Regions from separate parts of the Mus musculus genome. Here region 1 is linked to region 2. Evidence: chromatin contacts called from public HiChIP or PLAC-seq data. All regions are on one chromosome and are shown on one strand. The core of a region is the stretch at or near the end of the contact, and the rest is flanking DNA. Distances in the headings are between cores, read along the strand shown. Region 1 holds the start of Plxdc1 (plexin domain containing 1). Region 2 overlaps Plxdc1 (plexin domain containing 1).

Region 1 (5,541 bases), core at 648-3,147, 50 kb before region 2:
TAACTGACGCAAAGCTACCGGCAGAGGGGGTATAGCTCAGTGGTAGAGCATTTGACTGCAGATCAAGAGGTCCCCGGTTCAAATCCGGGTGCCCCCTAGCAGGCTCACTCTTTTCTTTGGAAGACCTTATTACGTCCCGCATATTTTTATGGCAATATTTCCATCGCCAACTCCCAAACAGTCAGGGAGCGGGGACGGTGGTAAGGAACTGGGAATTTTCAGGGCAGTGGCTCTCCGAATGTGACTAGCACCACGGGACTTGGGCTCGTGCTAGACATGAAGATTCTTGGCCTCCTCTCTGACCCAGTGAACTATCCCTGGGTGGGGCTAGAAATATGCGTTCTGAGAAGTACTTCCCGTGCATGCTCAAGTTCTAGAGGCTTACGGTTAGAAACTTGTCCACGCCATTTGCTTCTAATATTTCCAAGTTGTTGCTTTTGCCTGAGCCCCAATACAAGACTTTATGGAGAACGGGCACCGAGACTGACCGCGCACGACGACACCAGAATTGAGGCTGGAGGTCCATCTTGGAACACTATAGAGGCCCTTCGCGGCGCCTGCGCGGGCAGTCTCTTAACTCTTCAAGAGATCAGCTAAACGGCAGCCCCGTGGCTCATCACGGGTCCACTGGGTGGCGGTAGGAGGCCACATCTGGAAGGGACGGTTTCTTCGATACCCCAGAGGCTGTCCTGGGAGAATTCAGGCAAGGAATTAGAAAGTCAATGGCTGGCTAGGTTTGGTGGGCTCACCTCTGTAATCCCTTCAATAAACTGAAGAGTGATCGTGAGTTCGAAACCAACCTGGTCGACGGCGTTAGTCCTTACCTGGAAAACTAACAAAAGTCCCTTTGGTTGCGGGGCTTGCCTTGGCTCATAGTATTACATAATATTATATTGAGGTCTTGGGGAGACCACCTCTAGGTTTTTGGACCCAGAGGAGAGTGACACTGGGATTCATTTCCTTTCTTGGTCCTTCTTTTGACCTCAGTGCCAGGCCACTCACCTACTTAAGCCCACACTCTACTTCTGTCCCCAGCTGCAGCCTTCTTCTGGGGATAAGTCCCAGGAAGCAGTCTCTGCACCCTTTCTTTCCGCACTCTCCAGGTCCCCTACACAGAGGAAGCCAGGGGCCCCTCAGTCCTCTCCACTCTCTAGGCCCCAGTTCTTCTCCTTCCCATGAAGTAGGTCACAGGCACCTTCGTGCCTTGACCTGATTCCATGCCGTCTATTAAATCTCCTAAATTGCGGGTATTTTTATTCCATACTTGAAGGGGGTGGGGTGGGGGGGAAGTGCCCTATTCCCAGAGTCCGGTAAAGTGTGGTGGCAGTGGGCGCCACTTCTGGCTCTGGGTCTATCTTGGACTGATCTGGCCTTTCTGTGGAAGGGGCACCGAGCTGTTTCAAAGTGGGAATGTGCCAGTCTCGAGCACCTACATGTCTGCTGGACGGGAGGGGGGTGTGGGTGTGGGATGGAATGGGGTGGGGTCGGTGCTGGAGATGGGCTGTGAAGCAGTCAACTGGGGAGACGCAATTCGTGCCTCTTCTGGGGTAGAAGCTGGGGGGCGGGGGGGGGGGGCGCGGTTCGACTGCGGGAGATTCCTGGTGCGTGTCTGTGTGTGCACTTATGTAGAACACCAGGAAGCCACAGAAGTACAAGGACTAGCTCAGAAAGTCGCATGCTCTTGGGATGGGTGGTGGGAGCCAACGGCCCAAGTAGGGGCGCTTCCTGGGGCCCTTCACCTCGGCCTTTTACTTAGGTTTCTGGGGCAGCGGGGTTCTCTCGGTAACCAGAGATGTCCCGGCGCGGTCCCGGGTCCCGTGGGGTGCGGCGCGGAGCTCCGGGAGGCGGGGACCCCAGCGTTGCGCCCCGCCCTCTGGGTTCTCCCGCCCGCGCTCCCCAAGGCCGCAGCGCCGTGCTTCGCTCGCCCTGCCCGCTCCGCTCCCGCTCCCCGCTCGCCCAGCCCGGGGCTGCTCCCTCTGCAGCCGCCGCCGCCGCCGCGCAGACCCGGAGGTCGTCCGCGCCCACCATGCGAGCTCAGCTCTGGTTGCTGCAGTTGCTGCTACTCCGCGGGGCCGCGCGCGCGCTCAGTCCCGCAACACCCGCAGGTAGGACGCGCGGCCAGGGCAGGTGCAGACCCGCCAGCGGGACCTGGGTCCTGTCCTCAGGACGCCAGGGATAGGGGACAAGGACCCTACTTTCTCTGTGTGCGCACAGAGGGTGCGCACCTCCTACTGCTGTCGGAAGGACGTGGAGGGACCCAGGCCGGGGTCTCCAGAATAGTCACAGGGACCGGCGATCATTTCAGAGAGGCGTTTGCTTTTCTTTTCCATGCTCTTCCCTGCTGCCTCTCTCAGCTGCTCTAGGTGGGGTCCCAGTTGGGCTTGTGACTGCGTGGGAGTCGCCGGAGGATGGGAGACATCCTGGCACCAGCCTGGCCGTCTAACTTGCTTCCCCTACCTATTGCGTACTGGTGGAGAGGCAGGGACCCCAGGAAAAAGCAGCCAGCTGCTCCCCGATCTCCCAGGGTCAAGGGTTCCCTTCTCCCCCCTGCTAGGTTCTGCTCGGTTCTCAGTTGCACAGGCTGAGCATGGAGGTAAGGGGGTGAGGGTGGAGGAGGAGCTTCCATTCTGCACACTCCTCTTTCCTCTAGACCAGTTTCTCAAGCCATTTCTTCCTCTTGAGGTCCTTTCAGGGATCTACTTTGAATCCCTCACGTTATCAAGAAAGGCCGTTTTTAAAAATATATATGGTTTAGTTTCTGCACCCAGGCTTTCTCGGGGAGGTGGGGGCTGGGAATAAGGGTGATTTCACAAGCTCCTTAAAAGGGAAGTGAGTGTCCCACTTGCTGTTGTGTCAGCATAGTGCCTAACTGTGTTCTTGACTTTGATGGTCACGGTAGGTAGGTAGTCCAAATGAATCTGGGTTGGGATGAGATGGTATGAGTGGAGGATGCTGGTGGTGACTGCGGGGGTAGAGGACAGAGAAGTCACATGTCCAGAGACTAGTGTGGACCCATCGGTGTCCATGGTGGCTCCCACAGAAGGTAGCTGAGCACTTAGCTTTTAGTTCTGTTGTCTCACTTGCTGTGTGACCTTGGGCGAGTTACTTACCCAAGTTACTTTCTCTGGGCTCAGTTTTTGATGTATAAAAAGAGGTTCTTGACTAAATCTTTGGCTCTTGAAGGTGGAGTTATGAAAGATTATTTTTCCCCCTTAAGATATTCTTTACTTCTCGGACAGGTACAGGCAACTGATAATTTATCTTAAAATGGTAACTAGAAAGGGACTGAGTGGGTTAAGTCCCGAGTCCTTTTCAGCCTTAGGCTGGTGTGTTTCCTGAACTCAGATATGGCTGGGTTGATGAGGGATTTGGGCCGAGGAGAGGGTTGAGGAAGGGAGCTGGCTACATCAGGGGACCCAGAGACAAGTGTCACTTTTGTAAGTACAGACTACTTAGCCGTCTCTGCTTTTAGATTCATCTGGAAGACATCGGGCATCTGCAGCAAGTGAGATTGAGGTTAGACCCTAGGAAGCTGTAAAAAGCCGTCAGGGCAATTGTTGACTCATCCCAGGTTGGGCTGGGTTTGGTAGTAAGGTTTTGTAGAGGCCATCTGAGGATGTGGGGGAATGGGGAAGGCTGGGAGGGGTCCTTCATGGAGACTGGCTGCTTGCTCTGTATGATAGAGCCCCTGAGGTCAATGAGGGGGTGGGAGTGGGGGACCCAAGGAGGCCTAGCTCCACCTGGGGCAATGGTGTCCCCATCAGGGCTGGTGTTCCTCCATCCCTACAGTCTTGTTCCCATCATCATCCTTACAAGGGACACAGGAGGCATCGATGACCTGAAGAAGGAAGGAGTCTACTGAGGAGAGCCCAGAAGCAGCCTGTAGTCAGGCAGAGAGGAAGATGGCCTCCAGGCCCAGGAAGGGGTCACTGATGGTCTGGTCCCAGAGAAACCAAAGACATCCAGGATACACACAGAAGGGAGAATCTTTCAGGCAGCCATTTTGGAAACTCACAAGCAATCCCTGCAGTCACCTATGTTCTGAGCCAAGGTTGCTTGTCTCTAGAGTCAGGGCCAAACAGATGTTTTGTAACCCAACCAACCTTAATCTGCTTTCAGTTTCCTCCTTGCCCACCAGGGGCCTCCCAATAAACTAATATACTGTTGACTAAAATTCAGATTCCTCACAATGGTTTCTGGGATTGCTGCTCTTCCTGTCAGCTGCAGGCTTCCCTCCTCAGAGAGATCTACCCTGCTGGGAGGGCCTGGGCAACCACCATACTGTCCTGGTTCACTGGGCTGTGTCTACGGGAAGACATGCAGAGTGTTTGTGCTCAGGACCATGCCCTCCTGTCACTGAGAACTCCTCCACACCCCCACCCCCATCCCCCACACCCCCACCTTGTGTGGAAATCTGCTTAATAAATGTGTGTGGGAAAGCTGGGCACGGTGGGCCACACTGAGAGCAAGGCCACTTGGAGGAAAAAGGATCTCATGTTCAAGGTCATCTTCGGCTACATAGTGAGTTCAAGGCCAGCCTCCTACACAAAGCAGCCAGGTGACCCTGTTTAAACAAAACTGAACCCTTGGGGTAATCCTCAGAAAGCAGAGCCCCATCCCCCACCTCACCCCACCCCACCCCTTCTGCTACTTTGTGTCCCTTTTTCTTGTGCACCCTTTTAATCTCCAAGGTGAAGGGCAGGGTCTCACCAGGAGGGGCTTTATATCAGGAGGTGGGATTTGTTAGGCCTGGGACAACCTTGTGTGACCTTGTATGAAGCAAAGACCAGGACTTGGAGGCACAGTGTCATGTAGCCCCGGCTGGCTTTGAACTCACTTGTAACTGAGGATGGCCCTGACTTTCTGCCTCCACCCGACAGCACTGGGTAATGGGATTCCAGGCGTAACGCCATCATGTCATGTTAATAGAGCCCTGGAGAATTGAACCCAGAGCTTCTGGCATGCTAGGTGACATGCGAGGTGAGCACTCTACCAACTGAGCTACAACTCCCCCGAGCGCTGCCTGGGAGGTTGGTCTTGCCGGCTGGTTTGTGTAGATGGTTTGCTGAAGATTCAACCTAGCAAGTGATAGAACTGTTCTCACCTCATCTTGTCTGTCAGAGACGGAGGCTTCCAGAGTCTGTAAACTGTGGCATTCTGGTTCAAGGTTGGGCCTCCAGCTTGGTGGCAAACCTGTCTTCTGTCAGTGCTGTGATAGAACATCGATGGTCTCCAGCAGGGCTGTGCCCGAGGGAGGGTCTCAGTCCTAGAGGCTGGGTGCTGAGTTTCTCCCTCCTCCTGCCAGCCTCCCACCCCCTCCACTCACGGGTGCCTCCTGAACACTGGTCCTTGCAGTGCCCAGAATTCTAGATGCAGAGGTGACCAAGGACATGACAGTCCAGGAGGCCGGCTTGGGTGGTGCCCTTGGCATCTGGGTGAGGAGGAGAGAAGCGTCAGGGAGACTTTTTGAAGCAACGGCATCTTGTCAGATTTGAAGGATGAGGAGAAGCTCACGGGGAAGCGGGTTACTTAGGAGCACAG
Region 2 (6,096 bases), core at 1,025-3,524:
GACAAGAATGTCACAAATAAATTTTACTCAAGGCTTGTACCTGATCAAGGTTGGTGTTAGCAGAGTAAGACCTGGGGTGGCCAGGCTTCTGGAGTTCCCAGAGGATATAGATCTTTCTTGCTCCTGGAAAGCTAACTCATTCTGAGCCAGGACTTCAGGAAGAGTCGGTCAGAGCTGTGGTCAGACCAGAGTCACTGGCCTCTTCAGTCGAGATTTACAGAGAGATCCCAGGCCTGCATCTTAACATGGTAACCTATTTATAAGCAACTGACAGGCCATATCACAAAAAGCCCATCATTGCTGGGTGAGCTCCCAAAAGTAGCCCAAGATCTTTTCTGGGCTGGACCAGGGTTTCCTGAAAACCAGGGGCATGGGCACTACAGGTATCCATGGTTACCCAGGCAGCTACAAAGCTTTGTTTGCTTGCTTTTGGAGGCTCCGGATATTCTGGATGAGATTCAGTTTTGTGGTTAAAGTTCTTAAACCCAACTTATCCTTGTTCTGAAATCATCTCCTTATAGATTAGACTCACAATTAAACCTCTGTTCTTCTAGCCAAGATAAATAAATGGTGGGAAAGTCTCTTTTGAGGATGATGGCTCTCCTGAGAGTGTGAAGCCCCACGAATTCCAAGAGCCTTTAAGGCCATCCTGAAAATGTCAGAACTGCAGGCTCCAGGTCTCTGTGCAGCTGTTGCACAGCTGTCAGCATCTCAACTGCTTCCTTCCAACATCCCAGAGCAGAAATAGAAGCTCTTGATCCTACAGCCTGCTGGCCTGGCACACTGGAGGCAAACCACCCATCAGGGAGCAGTGGGCATGGGATGCACAGGGGCTCAGCCTCCCTACTGTTCTTCCTTCCAGCTGTGCCCAGGATCTTTTTCTTGGGACCTCAGTTCCTTTACCCCATGAAAAGGCCAGCATTTGTGACTCGGGGAGGTGTGGGTGTGGCAGACACTGTTATGGCAGCTTCTGCAGTGCCAGGTAGCATTTTACCAAACACAACCAGGGCCCCTAAGAGGAAAGGCACAGAGCCCCAGAAGAAGTAGCTGGCCTAGCCCCTTAGCTGTCTTCCAGTTACTGCCTGTAGAGTGTGAGAACCACCTGCAAGGCTTGGTAAAAAGGCCAGCTGGGCTGGGTGTGGTGGTGTAGGCTTTTAATCCTAGCATGTAGGAGACAGAGGTAGGCCGATAGCTATGATATTTAAAGTCATCCTGATTTACATTGTGAGTTCCGGGACAGCCAAGGCTTCGTAGTGAGACCCTGTCTCAAAGAAACAAAACAAAGCAAGCCAGGTCAGGGCTGGAGAGGTGAGTCAGCTGTTACTAACACTGGCTGCTCTTTCAGAGGGACACTGTTCAAATCTCAGCCCTCATAGTAGCTAACCAGCTGCAATTCCAGCTCCAAGGATCTATCGCCCTCTTCTGACCTCTGCAGGCACTGCATGCTCATGGTACACAGATAATACATGCAGGCAAAACACCCAGATATGTTAAAAAAAATTTTTTTTAAGATAAATCTTAAAAAACAAAACAAAACAAAACAAAAAAACATCTGGTCTTAGTGGCACATGCCTATAATTCCAGCACTTGAGAGGAAGGTCATCTTTAGTTGTGTAGTGACTCTGAGACCAGCAGACAACAAAATGTGATCCTGAGAGACAAAGATCCCAAAAGCATCATTTTGGAGTGCTTCATCTCATACATTTTTCTTTCTTTCTTCATCTCATACATTTTCTTCCTTCCCTCTTTCCTTCCTTTCTTTACTTTCTCTTTCTCTCTATTTCTTCCTTTTTAAGATTTTATTTATTTTATGTATATGAGTACACTGTTGCTGTCTTCAGACACATCAGAAAAAAAGGCATCGGACCCCATTACATATGGTTGTGAGCCACCAAGTCACAACTGGGAATTGAACTCAGGACCTCTAGAAGAGCAGTCAGTGCTCTTAACCACTGAGCCATCTCTCCAGCCCCATTTTTTTTTAAAAAAGGTTTATTTATATTTTATATGTAGAGTTTATGTGTACTTTCATGCAGTGCCTAAGGAAGCCAGGGGATGTCGTTGGATCACTTGTAACTAGAGTGACAGGTGGTTGTGAGCTACCATGTGGGTACTGGGAATTGAACCCATATCCTTTGCAAGATCAGCCAGTACCCCTATCTCATGCATTTTTAAAGCTGAGGCATGTTTTCTGAGCCTTAGGGTGATGCCTGAGGTGACCTCACATGGTCCCTGGGATCCTGGGGCTCCTGCCAGGTATGACTCAGCATCCAACCCATGCTGAGTCATAGGGAAAAAAAATTAAAGACGGCTCCTGCAGACAAAGCAGTCTCTCCCTTCACCACCAACCCCAGTTAGTGGCCACACCCAACTTAGAGACAAGGCAGTGTAATGAGACCCGGAGTTCCCTGGTGTAAAGATGCTGGCCAGGTGGGGGAGTTTGGGGGCTCTGCTGGTGGGTTGTACCTCTGTTAAAGCAGAGATGCTCTATCAGAGGGTACAAGGGAGCAGAAACTACTCATTTCAGGCCGACACCCACAGCACCGTGGGCTCACTCCAGCCCCTGCTTCCCCCAGCCAGCTCTCTAAGAGCCTCAGCTCCAAATGAGAGTTAATCCTAGGTTCCTGAAAAGCCAGAGGCATACCTGTGAGTCTCTTCTCCCTCTCTTCCATTCCCCCACTCAGGGCCTCCCTTCCCTGCTGTGAGAAGAACAATCTCACTGACCATGCAGGTACCTTGTTTGTATTCTACAATTGTCCCGTTGATTCACAGAGGAGTCCAAGGGTGGCTTCAGCCCTGCAGTTGCTTAGTACTTCTCACCTCACCGTAACATCATGAGGGTCCCTGGGAATGGGTCTGGTGCGGTGGCTGACATTCAAGAGGCACTCAGTAAGGCCCGTTCTCACTCCCTTCTCTGAGACAGTGTTGGCTAGCTCGAGGCTTAACATGTGGTGCGGTTGAACCCAAACTGAAAACTTGGGGTTGTGGTGGGTTTTGGTTTTTTGGTTTTTGATTTGTTTATGCATATGAATGTTTTGCCTGAATGTAAGTCTGTGCACCGTGTACATGCCTGGAACCCTTGGAGGCCAGAAGAGGACACTGGATCCCCTGGAACTGGAGTTACAGAAAGTTGTGATTTTCCATGTAGTTGCTGGGGACAGAACCTTGGTCAACTTGCTGTATACACCAGGAGGGCCTTGAACTGATTCTTGGCCATACACTGCTGCAACCGCTATGGAGACTCAGACTATTCTGTTTGTTTGTTTTTCAAGACAGGGTTTCTCTGTGTAGCCTTGGCTGTCCTGGAACTCACTCTGTAGCCCAGGCTGGCCTCAAACTCAGATCCACCTTCCTCTGTCTCCAGAGCGCTGGAATTAAAGGCGTGCGCCACCACTGCCAGACCCAACCCAGTCTTAGAGGAATCCGCCAACATCACCAAAGAAGCCTGAGTTCCAGTCTCCAAAGTCCTCTTTGTCCTCCATCCCCTAAATAGTGGGCTAGGATATCATGAAAGCAGGAGTGACTGACCCAGCTCAGCCCCTGTGGATGGCCTCGGGAAGCATTGCTTTGCCTTGCTGGAGTGTGGGCACATGGCAGATGCTGTGACTGAGTTAGCTTGCTGAGCATGCTCTCTCTGTGCTAGTGGCTTAGGATCTTACTCTTGGGTTGCAGATATGCCTGGGTTGTGTAGGGCTTAGTAGCTTCCTTTGGCACTAAGAAGGAAGAATGGAAACTTAAGCGGGATGATGCAAAGAACATCCTCTGTTTCGTGCTTGCACGCCACCCTCTCCCTAGGAAAGCCCTTGACATCTTCTGTCTGAACTGCAGCATCCTCTCCAGGGAGCCTCCTCAGTCTCGGTACCATCCTTGTTGCTGCCTCCTTGTGATTACATAGGGAGAGCTGGCTACATCAGCTGATGCCACCCTCCACCCAACCTCTGCTGCCAGGGGGGAGTCTCCTCAATAGTGGTGGGAAGCCCTTGAATGAGCAAGACTTTCTCCAAAAAAAAGCATAATCACAGACATCCCAGCCCTGCCCTAGGACAGAGTTGAGGGGACCCCGAGAGGTCCCAGGGTCCTATACGCACACAAACATGCTGGGCAGAGAAAGCCTTGATCAGAAGGAAGAACTAGAGGGCATGAGGGTCTGACTGCCAATCCCATAATCTCTCCTTCCCAGGGCACCTATGCAGGGGCCCCTTCTGGAGCCTAACCAGCCAGCCTGGAACTGAGCCCCTCCCACAGTATCCTCACAGAGCTGTGATCAGTAGAGGAGCAAAGCGGGGAGGATCCTACACTGAACCCCTCCCATCTCCTGTATCTGGTCCCTCTAGGTGTTCCAGTGGCTTTGACCGATACCGCCAAGAATGGCTGACCTACGGCTGTGCCCAGGAGGTGAGCTATGTGAATGGTCTGCTGTAGTCCCTGCTTGGAAGTTTGTCCTGCCAGAGGACTCTACCCCTGATAATGCTTCTCCTGGTGGCTTTGCCTTGTGACAGCTTCATCCTCACTTTCATCCCAAATATGTTTTCTGTTATGCTCTGAGTCGCTTTGTAACATTTTCTGAAGCCCATTGAGTCCTTGACACTAGTCCTGCTGGTGATGTGGCCTTGAACAGGCAGCCCTTGGTTACCACAGAGAAGAAGGGTTGCTGGGTCTGGCCTCAGCCACAGCTGACTCCTCTGGGCCACCATACTCCTTGTAATGTTAATGAAGCTCTCACCCTCCTGATTTTGAGGGCTATCATTCTGGGGAGGGGGGGGTTGTTCCATTCTTTTCCCACTTCCCCTCAGGTAGGACTTTCCTTTGAATCCAGGCTAGCTTCTACCTCACACATCTTCCTGGCTCTTCCTGCAAGTCGAGCACACTGTACCTACTGAGCACTTCACTGTGTGCTGTTCTGTACTCGCTCTTATTTAACATGGACCTAAAAACTGGGGACCCGGGCCCTCACTGACCAGAGGGGAAGCTGAGAGGCAGAGAAGTTCAAAGACTGGCCTGCCCTTTCTTTCACTTACTTAATGTATGCGTGCTCTGCTGCATATACAGCTGCAGGCCAGAAGAAGACATCAGATCTCTCTCTTTTTTTTTTTTTTGAGACAGGGTTTCTCTGTATAGCCCTGGCTGTCCTGGAACTCACTTTGTAGACCAGGCTGGCCTCGAACTCAGAAATCCGCCTGCCTCTGCCTCCCAAGTGCTGGGATTAAAGGCGTGCGCCACCACTGCCCGGCCAGATCTCTTTATAAGATGGTTGTAAGCTATCATGTGGTTGGTGGGAATTGAACTCAGGACCTCTGGAAAAGCAGCCAGTTTTCTTAACCGCTGAGCCATCTCTCCAGCCCCCTACACACTTTAAATAGATGACAAATATACACTAAGTAGATAAATGAGAAAAATTGTCTAGCCAGTCATATCTGACATTGGCTATTAGTGACTGTTAAAATGCTGTTGTTATTGTTGTTGTTGTTACTGGGGTTTTCTTTTCTTTTTTCTTTTTTTTTTTTTCTTTTTTTTCCCCAGAGCTGAGGACCGAATCCAGGGCCTTGTGCTTGCTAGGCATGCGGTCTATCACTGAGTTAAATCCCCAGCTCCTGGGGTTTTCTTTCTAAGATAAGACCTCTGTGTGTAGTACTTGGTATCCTGGAACCCAAGCTGGTCTCAGACTCACAGAAATCTGTTTGCCTCTGCCTCCAAGTGCTGGTACTAAAGGAGAGCACCCAGCTGGTGACCGTTAGGATTTTACCTACTTATTCAAGACTGACATCTCAGCCCCCTCCTTAATGAAGAATTTGAAGCAGCTAACAGAGAAATGACCCTGTACAATAAGATTCTTTCAAGGTGAAGTGGGAGAGTCCATCTTAGTTATTTTCCAAGATAGGTTCTCACTATGTTGACCAGGCTGGTCTCGAACTCCTGGACTCAATCAGCCACCACCCCTCCCTCCATATCCCAAGTACTTGGGTGTAAGTGCAAGGTTTGAGTGCATTCAGGGCTGGCTGTGTCCAGAAGCAGCACTGGGGTCTCTTGCAGGCAGAAGGCAAGACATGCGAGGACTTCCAGGATGATAGCCACTACTCAGCCTCCCCTGACAGCTCC

What was found. HiChIP or PLAC-seq counts read pairs in DNA pulled down with a chosen protein or histone mark.
Region 1: a contact with region 2 is called in a CTCF HiChIP or PLAC-seq map of the NIH/3T3 cell line, with 48 read pairs. The contact joins the promoter of Plxdc1 here to the enhancer-like site in region 2. A contact is called at or near these places in 14 of 39 promoter capture datasets (the 3T3-L1 cell line, the C10 cell line, the HPC-7 cell line and 5 more), 12 of 15 datasets of contacts at CTCF or cohesin (CD8 T cells, the G1E-ER4 cell line, the NIH/3T3 cell line and 5 more), 199 of 484 Hi-C or Micro-C datasets (the 63-12 cell line, the AML12 cell line, the AtT-20 cell line and 97 more), 64 of 115 datasets of contacts at active chromatin or transcription factors (the 230-238 cell line, CD8 T cells, the HPC-7 cell line and 39 more) and 6 of 9 other capture datasets (adipose tissue, embryonic stem cells, embryonic tail and 3 more).

What each region holds. Positions count from the first base shown.
Region 1 is chr11:97,982,802-97,988,342 of GRCm38.p6, reverse strand. Plxdc1 (plexin domain containing 1) reads left to right here and starts at 1,897. Exons shown (of 14, transcript NM_028199.3): 1 at 1,897-2,105. The coding sequence starts at 2,027. n-TCgca55 (a tRNA gene) reads left to right here and starts at 26; the gene lies at 26-97.
Region 2 is chr11:97,932,274-97,938,369 of GRCm38.p6, reverse strand. Plxdc1 (plexin domain containing 1) reads left to right here. Exons shown (of 14, transcript NM_028199.3): 10 at 4,335-4,395; 11 at 6,031-6,096. Among named protein-coding and RNA genes, the nearest start is that of Plxdc1, 51 kb to the left of the region's middle. Within about 2 kb of position 2,274, at least 43 of the 459 cell types and tissues checked have an H3K27ac peak or open chromatin away from gene starts, as enhancers often do. A contact at or near this core is called in the BV-2 cell line, the C2C12 cell line, the C3H10T1/2 cell line and 16 more, where this site is marked.